4 separate regions of the Mus musculus genome follow, and regions 1, 2 and 3 are each linked to region 4. Evidence: chromatin contacts called from public Hi-C data. All regions are on one chromosome and are shown on one strand. The core of a region is the stretch at or near the end of the contact, and the rest is flanking DNA. Distances in the headings are between cores, read along the strand shown. Region 1 overlaps Rora (RAR-related orphan receptor alpha). Region 2 overlaps Rora (RAR-related orphan receptor alpha). Region 3 overlaps Rora (RAR-related orphan receptor alpha). Region 4 overlaps Rora (RAR-related orphan receptor alpha).

Region 1 (2,812 bases), core at 261-2,760, 510 kb before region 4:
AGCAAAGTAGGCAATTCACCAGAAACACCCGTCTGTGTCTGTTGGAGACACTTCCCAAGAGCATATCACTGTACCCCGAAAAGAAGACCACCGGGGCCTACAAAAGTAAGGACTGCTAAGCCTTTGGACAGAGCGGTCCTTTCAGAGCAAAGCTTTTGTTCTTCTCGTTCCTTCTCATTGGCTTTTTCAAATTTGCACACTGCTAATTAATTTATCAGTGCACCTCCCCTACCTCCTCAGGGTCTCAGTTAGCCTAGGCTGGCTTCAAACTTGCTCTATAGCAGAGGATGCCTTTGAACTCTTGGTCCCTGACGTCTAACTGCACCTCCTGCACAGTGTGGTTACATATGCCATCATGCCTGAGATTACACCTGGCTCTTCATGCATGTCAGGCAGGCATTGTGCCGACGGGGCTCCAGCTCCAGCCCAGTTACAAATATTCTCTGAGAATGACTCTCGAACCAAGGCCCAGGGCCAAACACCCTATGCTTCTGAAGGTGTGGAGGGAGGGAGACTCACAGCAATGACTTCAAATGTGGGGTTGTTACAATGGACCATCCCAGTAGCTTATAAAGGGACCTAAAGGCAGCAGCTGAGATGGGGAAAACCATTTTTTCTTCTTCTTGATGGTGGTGAGCAGTTTGCCTTAGGCTAACCTGAATAACTGGGTCAAAGGTTTGTGGGACCCTTGACATCACACAGCAGAGCTCCTAAGCTATCTGCTAACCTGACAGGTAGCTGCCATCTCTGTCACTGTTAGGACACCACAGCCCACGTTCAATTGAAATAGTAACAATGACAAAAATGTGGAGCAAGGACTCCAGGGCTCGCTTAACACAGTCCACAAGCCAGGGAGTTATTAACTAGTGGATGAATTGGAATCAAGTGTCATTTGAATTAATGTGGGTTGTGTCTACCGAGAAAACAGCTGCTAAACTGGGGGAGATTAGTCACAAATTCTTTAACCGTGTGTCGAAATGGCCAGTGGGCCTTAGGGTTTGAGCTCACAAGTGGCAGCCCCAAGAAGGACTTTTCCAGGCACACTGTCATTTGTCCCAGTCCAAATGTGGCCATTTTTCCTTTTCTGCAAGCAAGCTCAAAAATATCCCTAGAAAAAAGGCAGAGCGATGGAAAATAGTATAGTTCTTGTGAATACTTTCAGTGGCATCTTTTACACCATAAAAAAGGATTCCTCCCCTTGGCCTTGCCCCGCCCCCGCCTCCACTGCTCAGTTTCTAAAGACAAGGTCTCGTTGTGCCTCTGCCTCACCTTGAACTCTATGAATCGAAGAGAGGTCCTGACCTCCTGATCTTCTAGCCTCCGCTTCCCAAGTGCTAGGATTTCAGGCATGGGCTACCATACTCGGCTCAAAGGCATGTAGCTTTAGATGGCCCATCTACATGTAAGGAGGGGTAGAGCCATGACGGTTCGACAGAACCTCCATATCAGTTATGGCTGAGCTTTCCAAACCCCCACCACCCGGTACATCCTTCTTCTGACCCCATGGTTGTGTAACGCAGCTTGGCCCATCCTGGAAACAGCTCAGCATGACTACAGTGACAGTCCCAAGCTCCCCTGTGAGCAAATGTTTCACTTTGGGGATTTTTGGAATGGCAGGTGAAGTGAGAACCCTCCTGAGATAAGTTTATGTCACTGAGAGTCACCATTCCAGGTCATTCTGGGCAGGAGTTCCTCTCTCTGTCTCCTTGAGTCCGCTGGACAGTGTTAGGAGAGCAATGATTCTGACACACTCTAACATGTGTGGGATGCAGAACAGGGAACCTGGAAGGCTAACAAGAATCTCATGGCTATAGATGCCCCTAGGTTACAGCAGGCAGGCGAGCCACCTATGAACACCTTCATCATCCACTCCCTTGATTTTCTGGAAGAAGAAAATGAGGGGTCCCTATTCTCTTCCACAGAGATCACTGGCACTGTCTTCCACACCAAAATGAGGACTGGTCTTTAATACACTCATGCTGACATCACAGAACACTTCGAAATCTTTCTTTTGTAAATGCTGAGTGCCGACCAGAGGAGAAGGACATTGCTGGCTCCTTTCTGGCCCTCCCTCCCCACCCCTGGAAAGGAAAGGAGCCTGGGACTTTTTTGGTGGTTGATGTTAATTTTTCCAGGGCATTAATGACTGGGTGTTCTAGACCATCATGTCCTTTTGCAGAAGGAGCACAGCCACTATGAAGAAAAGACCGAGACATTGCAGGAGGTGGAGGCAACTCCAGAAAGGATTGCTCACAAATGTTTTGGCAATGCTGACATTGTTGGCACAGATGTTTGGCTGTCCTAGCTGATTGACTGGTTTGAAGGGACAAAGTTCATGGGAAGGGATGCTTCCTGGTACATTTGTTAAAATACAATCAGCCCTGTCTCCTAATAACATCCAAAACTTAGAATGAGACCCTGCGTCATATTTTTTTTCCCTCCTGACAATACTGTTCAATGAGGGCGGACTTGGTGGAAATTCTGATTTTGTTACCCAGTGCCACTGATTAAAAGACACTTTCTGATGTTATGCCCTGAAATAAACCAACTTGTTTGCTGAAACTACCTACACACAAATTAGAAAATTATATGACAGCCAGTTTCTACAGCCTGCAGCCGGGGACATAGGTTATTAGGACAAGCAGACGTCGGCAGGGTTTCTGGTTTCGCAGTAAAAGAAGATGACTTGAAAGGACTCAGTGGTTTTGATGTTCTTCTGAAATGAAAACCCTTCACGAGGGCATAGCATTGGGCTGTCATTAATGTCAGCCATGCGAAGACACTGTCTCCATGGGAGCTACAGTCATCTCCC
Region 2 (2,903 bases), core at 56-2,555, 360 kb before region 4:
ACACATGCATGTGCACAAACACACACACACACACACACACACACACACACACATTTAAAGAAACATTCCTTTATCTTTATTTATGGAAATAATTTCATCCTCTCTTCTTTAAATTCTTGTTTGTAATGAGGTCTTAGTCTTTCAAATCTTGACTTTGTCAACTAGGATAGGTCTTAGGAACATAGCTTAGTTTGTACTGGAATTTGTTATGTCCCAGTGAAAGAAGCATAAAACCGCAAAGGGGGGGGGGGTTGGGATATCCAAAATGCAATTTTCAGAATGTGTCCCTGTCACTGGGGAATGTGTGACCACAGTGCCCCCTGCAAACATCTCGATTTTCCTACTTGTGTTCCAAAGCTGCTGCCACATGACCTAAGTATTCCCAATAATCTTCGAGTGATGACGTTGGTACTGTCCCTCTTGACATGGATGAAACCCATGCCTCAGTTTCCAAGGTAACAACCTAAAAAACAAGTCACCCCAGAGGCCATAACTGGTAAAGCTGGAAGCTTTGAACCCAGACACATGGAACATTCCGGCTAAGTCAGCTTCCTCTTGACTTTGAATATTCCCCTTAACACTCCATATTTCATGTCCTGTTCGAAAGGGCGCTTTGAATGCAGCTTGAAAAGTGACAGGGAAGGAGCAGGCAAACTTTCAGAATTTTATCACCAGTAATGAAAGCAGAAGTGACTCACCAGAGCAAGTGAGACTCAGCCAGGGGTCTCAGCCACAGAGCCAGCCAGCCCCAGATAACAGGTGTGGCCTCTGGGACCACTGGACTGCAGATGAGCCACTGGGCTGCAAAGAATTCCTTCACTTTGGCACTGATATGAGTCCTTTTTCTTCTTCTTCTTCTTCTTCTTCTTCTTCTTCTTCTTCTTCTTCTTCTTCTTCTTCTTCTTCTTCTTCTTCTTCTTTCTTCTTCTTCTTCTTCTTTTTCTTCTTCTTCTTCTTCTTCTCCTTCTTCATATTATTATTATTATTTACTATGTAGAGTCTTAGAGCCTTACTGTGAGCCATCATTTTATTATAGTTTTATAATGACAGGAAGATACTGTATGGGTGGAATTGTCAACTGCTACTTCTTCTCATGGAGGCATTCAAAGTAAAAGGCTCCTTTATCTCCAGGAGTCGTCCTCTCCTAATGGGAATAATTCTTTTAGCCTGCACTCAGTATGCAACTAAAGAGTAAAGTATCAAAAAAAAAAAAAGAGTAAAGTATCAAGCACTGGGTGGGTCCTGTGGGAATAGGTCCTCCCAGCTGGCCCTCCCAACATTTGATTCATTGACCAGAGTTCTACTTTCTTTCTGCTTAGGGAAAAAAAAAAAAGGACATTCCTGAGAAATTAAGTTAACTATTAGCCAAATCCCCACAAGCTGCTGGCTTGGATTACATAACAACTCTGTAATTCCAGCAGCTAAGAACAGGAAGCCAGCACATTCTCAGATTTCTCCCACTCCTCTCTCTCTCTCTCTCTCTCTCTCTCTCTCTCTCTCTCTCTCTCTCTCTCTCTCCATGTATGTGCATGCACTGTGTATGTGTTCCTGTGTGTGCATGTGTTTGTAGAAGCCACGGATCAGTCTACAGTGTCATTCCTTGGACACTGTCTGCCTTTTAAATTTTACTTACTGTGTGTGTGTGTGTGTGTGTGTGTGTGTGTGTGTGTGTGTGTGTGTGAGTCCTCTTGTGCATGTCTGTGCCATGTTGTGATCCTGTGTAAGTTAGAGCCTACAGGAGTTGGTTCCCTCCTTCCACTATGTGGGTCCTTAGGATTGAACTCAGGTTGTCAGGCAAGTGTCCTTATTCACCGAGCCACCTCCCTGGCCTTGCCTAGCTTTTAACGACAGTTTCTCACAGAGTGGGCATTAGTCCAGGAAGCTAGAGGGCTGGCTGTCGAACCTTGGGGGTCCTCCTGGGTCTGCCTCCTCAGCCCATGGCCCCACTCCTGGCTTCATTATGTGAGTGCTGCAATCAAACCCAAGCCCCCATGTTTGCATTCAACTCATTGAGCCTTCTCCAGCCTATTTCTCAGATTTCTGCTCATTTTCCTGTCCTTTTTTTCTGCCTACCCTTCTCCCAGCCCCAGCTCCTCCTGCCTTAAGCAGCCTAATGGGCTCTTATTTATTCCTAGACTTTTTTTTTTTTTTTAGAGCTGTGAGATGCATCCTTTTATACTACATGATAGCCTGGCTTCACTGAATACCTGATGTCTGTGACTCTCATCTGAGCCACAGAACATTCTCAGAGCCCAGACTCTAGAACGTGCTCTGGCAATCATTCATGCACCAAACTGTTGTTCCAGGACCACGGAACACATTATTTCTGCTGTGGAAGAAAATGGTGAGGGGAAGCTAGGGCAAAGGTAAGACCTGGTTGTCCTAAAATGGATAGAACCAGAGAGGCAGCTTTATTCCCCAGGGATTGAGTCTGGACTCCTCTGGGTTTGGAACTAAATTGATGTAACACGAGCCAGCTCTCTCTTTAACCTGAGACGACTAGGTAAATCCGACCTGCTTCTGGGGTGGGGAACCAGCATGGGAAACTGGTTCCTGGGTTTCTAAAAGATTTGTACCAGTAGAAAAGTGGGGATCTCCCGGTTTCTAGGGGTGACTATCTGTTCTCACTTACAAGCAGCTGCCAGGCTGAAAAGGAGGAGATGTCCCTTCCAGTGAATTAGCAACGACGCCTACTATCATGGCGCTACCATCATGGCGCTTTCTGTAGAGTTCTGCATTAGGAATTGTATCTCTATTGTATCTCTGCTTGTGACCATCCTTTCTAGCAAGTCAGAAACACAGACAGTGGGAAGAGCCACAGAGCCCTCAGCACAGTGCCTCCAAACCCACAGGCCCTGATTTCTTAGTCTCCGTGCTCCCCCATACAGTAACACAGATGAAAC
Region 3 (2,832 bases), core at 216-2,715, 400 kb before region 4:
TCTAATTACAGAGGCAGCTTCAAGAACCCCGAGCTCAGTTGCCACTAGGGTGCTGTGGCTGTTCAAAGGCTTCCATGCTGTAAATTCTGGAGAAGGTGATGTTGGAAGACAGGGATGGAAGCTGAAATCGTAACTCACCAGATGATCTTTTCCATTGTTCCCAATGAGGAAACTGCTGCTTATCCTCAGTTTCAGTGTCATCATAGCTATGCATGGTGGCTTTGGTGGCACACACCTATAATCCCCAGTACACAAGATGCAGAAGCGGGAGGATTGATGCAAGTCCTAGGCCAGCTTGGGTTGCATAGTGGTCTCAGAAAGCCAAAAACAACCACCACCAAAGAGGTCAGTCAGTTTGTCCATGGAGTTTTCGCTGAATCCTCTGGAAGGGCAATTTTTCCTCTTCTGAGCGTCCATATTTCTCAGTGTATGGGCATTTCTATTATAATTCATGTCATACGTTATCACCTGTTTGGGTTTTTTATCTTTAACACATGGGGGTCGTGGTGTCACCTTTGAATTCCCAGGGCCCAGAGAGAGCCATGACAATCATGTTGAATTAGATCTGAGCAGACATGTTCTCAAGGGGAGATTAAAGAGTGGCTTGCTATTTCAGGAAGAGCAACGGCTAAGCCTGAGCTTCCCTTCTCCCTTCCAATAACCTGTGACAATACGTTTCTCTTCCCATGTCTAGGTATTGATTTGGAAGAATCCATTGCTCCCCGGAAACAAAAAGCGATGTAATTGCTGCTTGTTTGTTTCTTTACTTCCTGCGCCAAAGTCACGGTGACAGGGCTGGATTGCGCATGGGGTGTGGGTGTCAGAAACTGGAAAACCTCACCCTGCCTGGCCTGTCTGGCTCGTATGCTTGGGCAAGTCACATAGCTCCTCTGGGACTCCGTTTCCTCACCCAGTGGTAATGACTAGCTTCTCAGGGTGGCAGCAGCACTTAATTAAGGACCGAGAAGGAGACAAAGACTAGAAATCACAGCATCCACGCAGGCATGTTCTTCCACATGCATTTTTGAACCAGGTAACTGGTGGTAGGAAATATTTATGATAGAAGAAGAGTCTAGCAAGAAGTGAAATTAGCCATTTCCATTTAAAATTTACTTGGGTGGTGTGGCCTTGAAGGCCATGTGGTTGTTCCATTAGTTCTAGTACATTCCATGACCACGACTGCTAAACTTCCTATGTACACTGTACTAACTCTAGGCTCCATTTCTGTGCTTCCTAGGCGTTTCTCTATGGTCCCTTTGTGCTTAGATTTGCTTCGTGAGCTTCTTCCTTTAGTCTCTGCACTCCCGAAACATGCTCAGGTTCAGACTCAGGAGGTGCCACACAAGCTTGGAGGCCTGAACCAGGAGAGAGTGCACCTGGTTGTAAAGCCAGCAACGCTGTGTGGACTTGGGGATCCCGCCCCTTTTTCCTTGGTCAAACCTTGGCATAATCACTTAGCAGATTCATTGCTAACTGTTCATTGCTAGCAGTTATTGCACAAACCGAGCAAAGGGCCCATGGTCCTGAGTGAGGCAAGAGTGAGAAGGCAAGAATGGAAATCACGTGAGAACAGTGGGTGGAGCTACAACCTTCAAATTCTCATCCTTGCTGTGGTACTGTCTGTGTTTTGATCGCAGAGGTTTTTCCAAGGAACAAAACTTTTCAGAAAGAGAAAGGCTTTAGAAATTGCATTAGGTCCAAAACGTACTTGAAAACATCACGTGGGGTGTTTTCGAAAGGGGAGTCCACACTGGGGAGGCCACCCATTATTTAAATAGAGACTTATCTGTGTTCAAGCCTACCCTCACTGGGCATAGCCAAAGCATCAGCTTCTGCCTACCATAGCTGTCCTCAGGACCCGTGGGCTCATACTCCAGAGGCAGGTGGGTTGACCTCAGGGATCAGGGGAGGAGGAGGAGGAGGAAGAAGAGGAGGAGGAGGAGGAGGGAGGTAGGTATTGCAGGTTGCCAGGGCAGGTGGCTGTGGAGAGAGGTGTGTAGTCACCGAGTCTTATATAATGGGGATGGGGAACAGAGACCAGAGAGGATGACTTTACCGGAGGCAGATGCTGGGAGGAGTTAGCACAACAGACCAGTGTCTCCTTTGTGTACAAGGGAGGATGTGGGTGTCTTCTGAATACAGTCCTGATAGAGGTTGGGTAAATTAAAACTTTCGTGTGCATTCCACTTGCTTTTTGTGTAATAGTATCTGAGTGTGCGTGCCCACGAGTGAGCATGCACATGGAGGCCAGAAGCTGACACTGGGTGCCTTTCTCCGTCACTTACCACCATACGTTTGAGATGGAGTCTTTCACTGAGCCGGGAGCTCAGTGATTCAGCTGGCCAGCACCACTCCAAGGAGCCTCCTGTCCTTGCCCCTGCCCCTAGTTCCTTCCACTCCGCTTTAAACACGTGAAAACATTCAGGCCTCCTGGCCTCAGTAGAACTCACTGTGAACTTTGACGGGGGTCAGAGGAGCCTTCATCTCAGGCTGCGGAGGCTTTATCTGAAATGCAGGCAATCAGGAGTGTGCAGGATTTCTGATATTTTGGGCATATTTGCATATACTTATAAATAGGTAATTCTATACAGCAATTTTTAAAATGTGCCTGCCTTTCTATCTCAATGAGGTCAGGTGTAGAACATTCTAGATGTGGCAGGCTGTGCTCCAGAGGTTTTGGGCTTTGGGCTTAGTAGAGATGCTTAGATTATATCATTTCTTAACTTCATTTTGTTCTTAATTTTTATGATTTCTTTTTTAGATTAATTTAGTGTGTGTGTGCGCGCGCGTGCACGTGTGCATGTATACACACCACAATAGGTATTTGTGTGG
Region 4 (2,700 bases), core at 108-2,607:
CATTCAGATATAATTAGGCCTAGCCCAGGTAACCCCTCCAGTGTGGAAGAAGCTCAGGGGGAAAGCCATGTGCAGCTCTGTATAGCCACCATGTGGCTCTGATGGTTCACTCATGCGTGATTCAGTGACAACTCTCATGATGTTTTGGTCACCTTTGGCTGTGGACCTGGTACCCAGGAAAAATCAGAGACCCAAGAAAGAGGCAGAGCGTCAGCCTCAAAGCCAGGGATGCACACACAGTCTTCCATAACGTCTCCTGAAAACCAAATTCTTCTTTCTTTGCAAAGGAGCCACAGACAGACAACACAGCTGACAGTTATTTTTGTTGCCAGTAGAATGAAGGCGACTTAGACTTCATTTGTCCCCTTAGCAATTGTTCCTTTAGCGGAATATATGTGTTGTGGCATTTTCTTAGGGATGGTTTCCTTTAGAAAAATTCAGTCCTTGTGAAAAGCAGAGTCGGAGACATTTTATTTCGGTCATTTTCAGCAAAGCTGAATCTGTCCTTTTCTTTAAATGGAAACTTTTCAAAATCAAGTAGACCCCATTTCGTTTTTATCCCAAAGCTGCTGGTTGGGGGGGGGGAGGGTAGGATTGGAAAACTGTACTTTGTCTCAAGAATTTAGACTGAGGATGAAGATGGGAGGGAGACCTGCAGAGGCCGGTGGTTAGAGGCCATCAGCATCTTCATCCTCAGTGGCCGCTCTTATACTTGCCCAGGCTATGTTTGAGAAGAGAAAAGGGCACGGAGGGAAGATTTTTGCTAAGAGCTCCTGTTTTCCACACAAGGGTTCTCCCAGATGCACAGCAACGTGCATTAGCACAGACGCCAGGCATCATCCTAAGAAGCAAGCAGATCTGATGTCTTCTCTTAGAGAGTTGGAGACCGGGGTGGGGGGGCAATGAGAAGGGTAAGGGTCAGGCTTGGAGCTCACAACCCAGCCAGGCACATCGAAAGCAGTTGCGTCATCCTACCTTCTCCAGAGGCTGAGGTAGATGGGTCTGAAGTTCAAGACCAGCCTGCACAACTTAGTATCAAAGACAGAAAACAGACAACCAGAGGGCTAGGGTGAATGCTTTAATGGTAGAGTGACTGTCTAGTGTGTAAAATGGCTAACAATACTGCCTGACCATCTCCTTCAGTTGCTTCTGAACTGGGAGTTTGAATCCACCCTTTCTCTAGGGAACTTTGACATCAGTGTGGTTTGAGGGTCAGTTCTCATGAGCTCCTTTCGTCTCAGTAGTTTATGAGGTAAATGTGCAGGGCTTTACTAAGTGACCAGGGCCAGTGTGAGGACTGGTATTCCTTCCATGGCTAATATTTACAGAGCACCTTGCCTGTGTAGCAGAAAATCAATCCTTCCAAAGTAAACACACTGGCCATGCTTGCTTGCCTTGCCAGCAAACTGGCCACACCTTGCAGAGGTTGGCTAGTCAAGGTGTTCCCAGTGTTGAGCTTGGATCCCGGGCCCAGTTTAGATCCACTATATAAACTCAACCACAGAAAGAACAAGGCGTCTCAAAAGGTTCACCTGGAAGCCTTAGAGATGGCTGAATTGGTCACATTCTTTGCTGCAAAACTATCAGAACCTGAGTTTGGATTGGCAGCAACCAAATAGAACTGTCAAGTATGGTGACATGGGTTGATAACCATACTGCTGGTGGGCAGGGGGAGGGGAAGCAGACAGATCCCTGGAGCTCACTGGCTGCCCAGTCTAGCTGAATCCATAAGCTTCAAATTCTGTGAGAGACCCCATCCCAAAACACAAGGTGGAAATCTATTGAGAAAAATACCTCACTTTGACTTCTGCCCTTCACAAATGCATGCCAAGGGGTCACACTCTTATATCCATGTAGATCCATGTCTACACACACACACACACACACACACACACACACACCTTCATCTGAATTTTCCAAGCAACTGTTTTCCACAAAACCTACAGGCAGAAAAATCACAATGCCCCTGAACTTTGATCATATACCCACATTCCTCTCCTGTATTTTTAGAACCACCTCAGCAAAAGCACAAACTGTCACTGCCGATGTCCATACGTAACAAAAGCAGCCAGCATGGTCTGAGAAATGTTTTCAGAGGAAACTAGTTTTAAATAATTAACCACAGCGCCTAGCCTCCACTCCTCACAGGCTGATTAATGTCTCCTGACAGGTGAGATTCCTTCACAGGAGGCTGCAGTTCCTGTTTGTTCAAGGTAACTGCTGCTATTGAAGTAGATTTTCATTAAACACACCACCTTGGAAACCCCTGCTCCTTGGAAGAAACAAACCCACCACATGGAGCCGTTAGTTTTCAGTTCATTTAAATGAAAAAAAAAAAAAGTTAGGTTTAAAATAAAACTAATGGAGAAAATAAGAAGCTAGAAAATGAACGCATTAAGAATGGACACCAGTGCTAGGCTGGAACCGTCAAGTAGCTTATGTGTCAGGTGTGTGTGTGTGGGGGGGGGGTGTATGTGTGTGTTGGGTGTGTGTATAGGTATGGGTACGGGTATATGGGTGTTTGTGTGTGTATGGGTATGTGTATGGGTGTGTGTATGGGTGTTTGGGTATGTGTGTATGAGTGTGTATATATGGGTAAGTGTGTGTGTGTGTAACAAGACAGGATCTCTGGAAATCACTCCTCATGAAGCCTCCACTTTTACTTTTAGACAGGGTCTCTCATTAGCCTGGAACTCACCA

Evidence for each region. Hi-C and Micro-C count contacts between places; a contact is called where the count stands out from the background.
Region 1: a Hi-C map of liver shows a contact between it and region 4, with 3 times the contacts expected there. The contact joins two enhancer-like sites. A contact is called at or near these places in 1 of 484 Hi-C or Micro-C datasets (liver) and 2 of 115 datasets of contacts at active chromatin or transcription factors (embryonic basal ganglia and kidney).
Region 2: a contact with region 4 is called in a Hi-C map of liver, with 4 times the contacts expected there. The contact joins two enhancer-like sites. A contact is called at or near these places in 3 of 484 Hi-C or Micro-C datasets (all in liver), 1 of 115 datasets of contacts at active chromatin or transcription factors (fibro-adipogenic progenitors) and 1 of 9 other capture datasets (adipose tissue).
Region 3: a Hi-C map of liver shows a contact between it and region 4, with 2.9 times the contacts expected there. The contact joins two enhancer-like sites. A contact is called at or near these places in 2 of 484 Hi-C or Micro-C datasets (liver and nephron progenitors).

Annotation. Positions count from the first base shown.
Region 1 is chr9:69,331,464-69,334,275 of GRCm38.p6, reverse strand. The region is part of intron 2 of Rora (RAR-related orphan receptor alpha); the gene reads right to left. Among named protein-coding and RNA genes, the nearest start is that of Gm46153, 27 kb to the right of the region's middle. Within about 2 kb of position 1,510, at least 17 of the 459 cell types and tissues checked have an H3K27ac peak or open chromatin away from gene starts, as enhancers often do. A contact at or near this core is called in liver, where this site is marked.
Region 2 is chr9:69,180,068-69,182,970 of GRCm38.p6, reverse strand. All of the region lies in intron 1 of Rora (RAR-related orphan receptor alpha), which reads right to left. Among named protein-coding and RNA genes, the nearest start is that of Gm46153, 120 kb to the left of the region's middle. Within about 2 kb of position 1,305, at least 24 of the 459 cell types and tissues checked have an H3K27ac peak or open chromatin away from gene starts, as enhancers often do. A contact at or near this core is called in liver, where this site is marked.
Region 3 is chr9:69,228,769-69,231,600 of GRCm38.p6, reverse strand. The region is part of intron 2 of Rora (RAR-related orphan receptor alpha); the gene reads right to left. Among named protein-coding and RNA genes, the nearest start is that of Gm46153, 75 kb to the left of the region's middle. Within about 2 kb of position 1,465, at least 7 of the 459 cell types and tissues checked have an H3K27ac peak or open chromatin away from gene starts, as enhancers often do. A contact at or near this core is called in liver, where this site is marked.
Region 4 is chr9:68,824,723-68,827,422 of GRCm38.p6, reverse strand. All of the region lies in intron 1 of Rora (RAR-related orphan receptor alpha), which reads right to left. It overlaps Gm31262 (a long non-coding RNA gene), which reads right to left. Exons shown (of 2, transcript XR_379583.4): 1 at 1-2,700. Among named protein-coding and RNA genes, the nearest start is that of Gm31262, 2.7 kb to the right of the region's middle. Within about 2 kb of position 1,357, at least 23 of the 459 cell types and tissues checked have an H3K27ac peak or open chromatin away from gene starts, as enhancers often do. A contact at or near this core is called in liver, where this site is marked.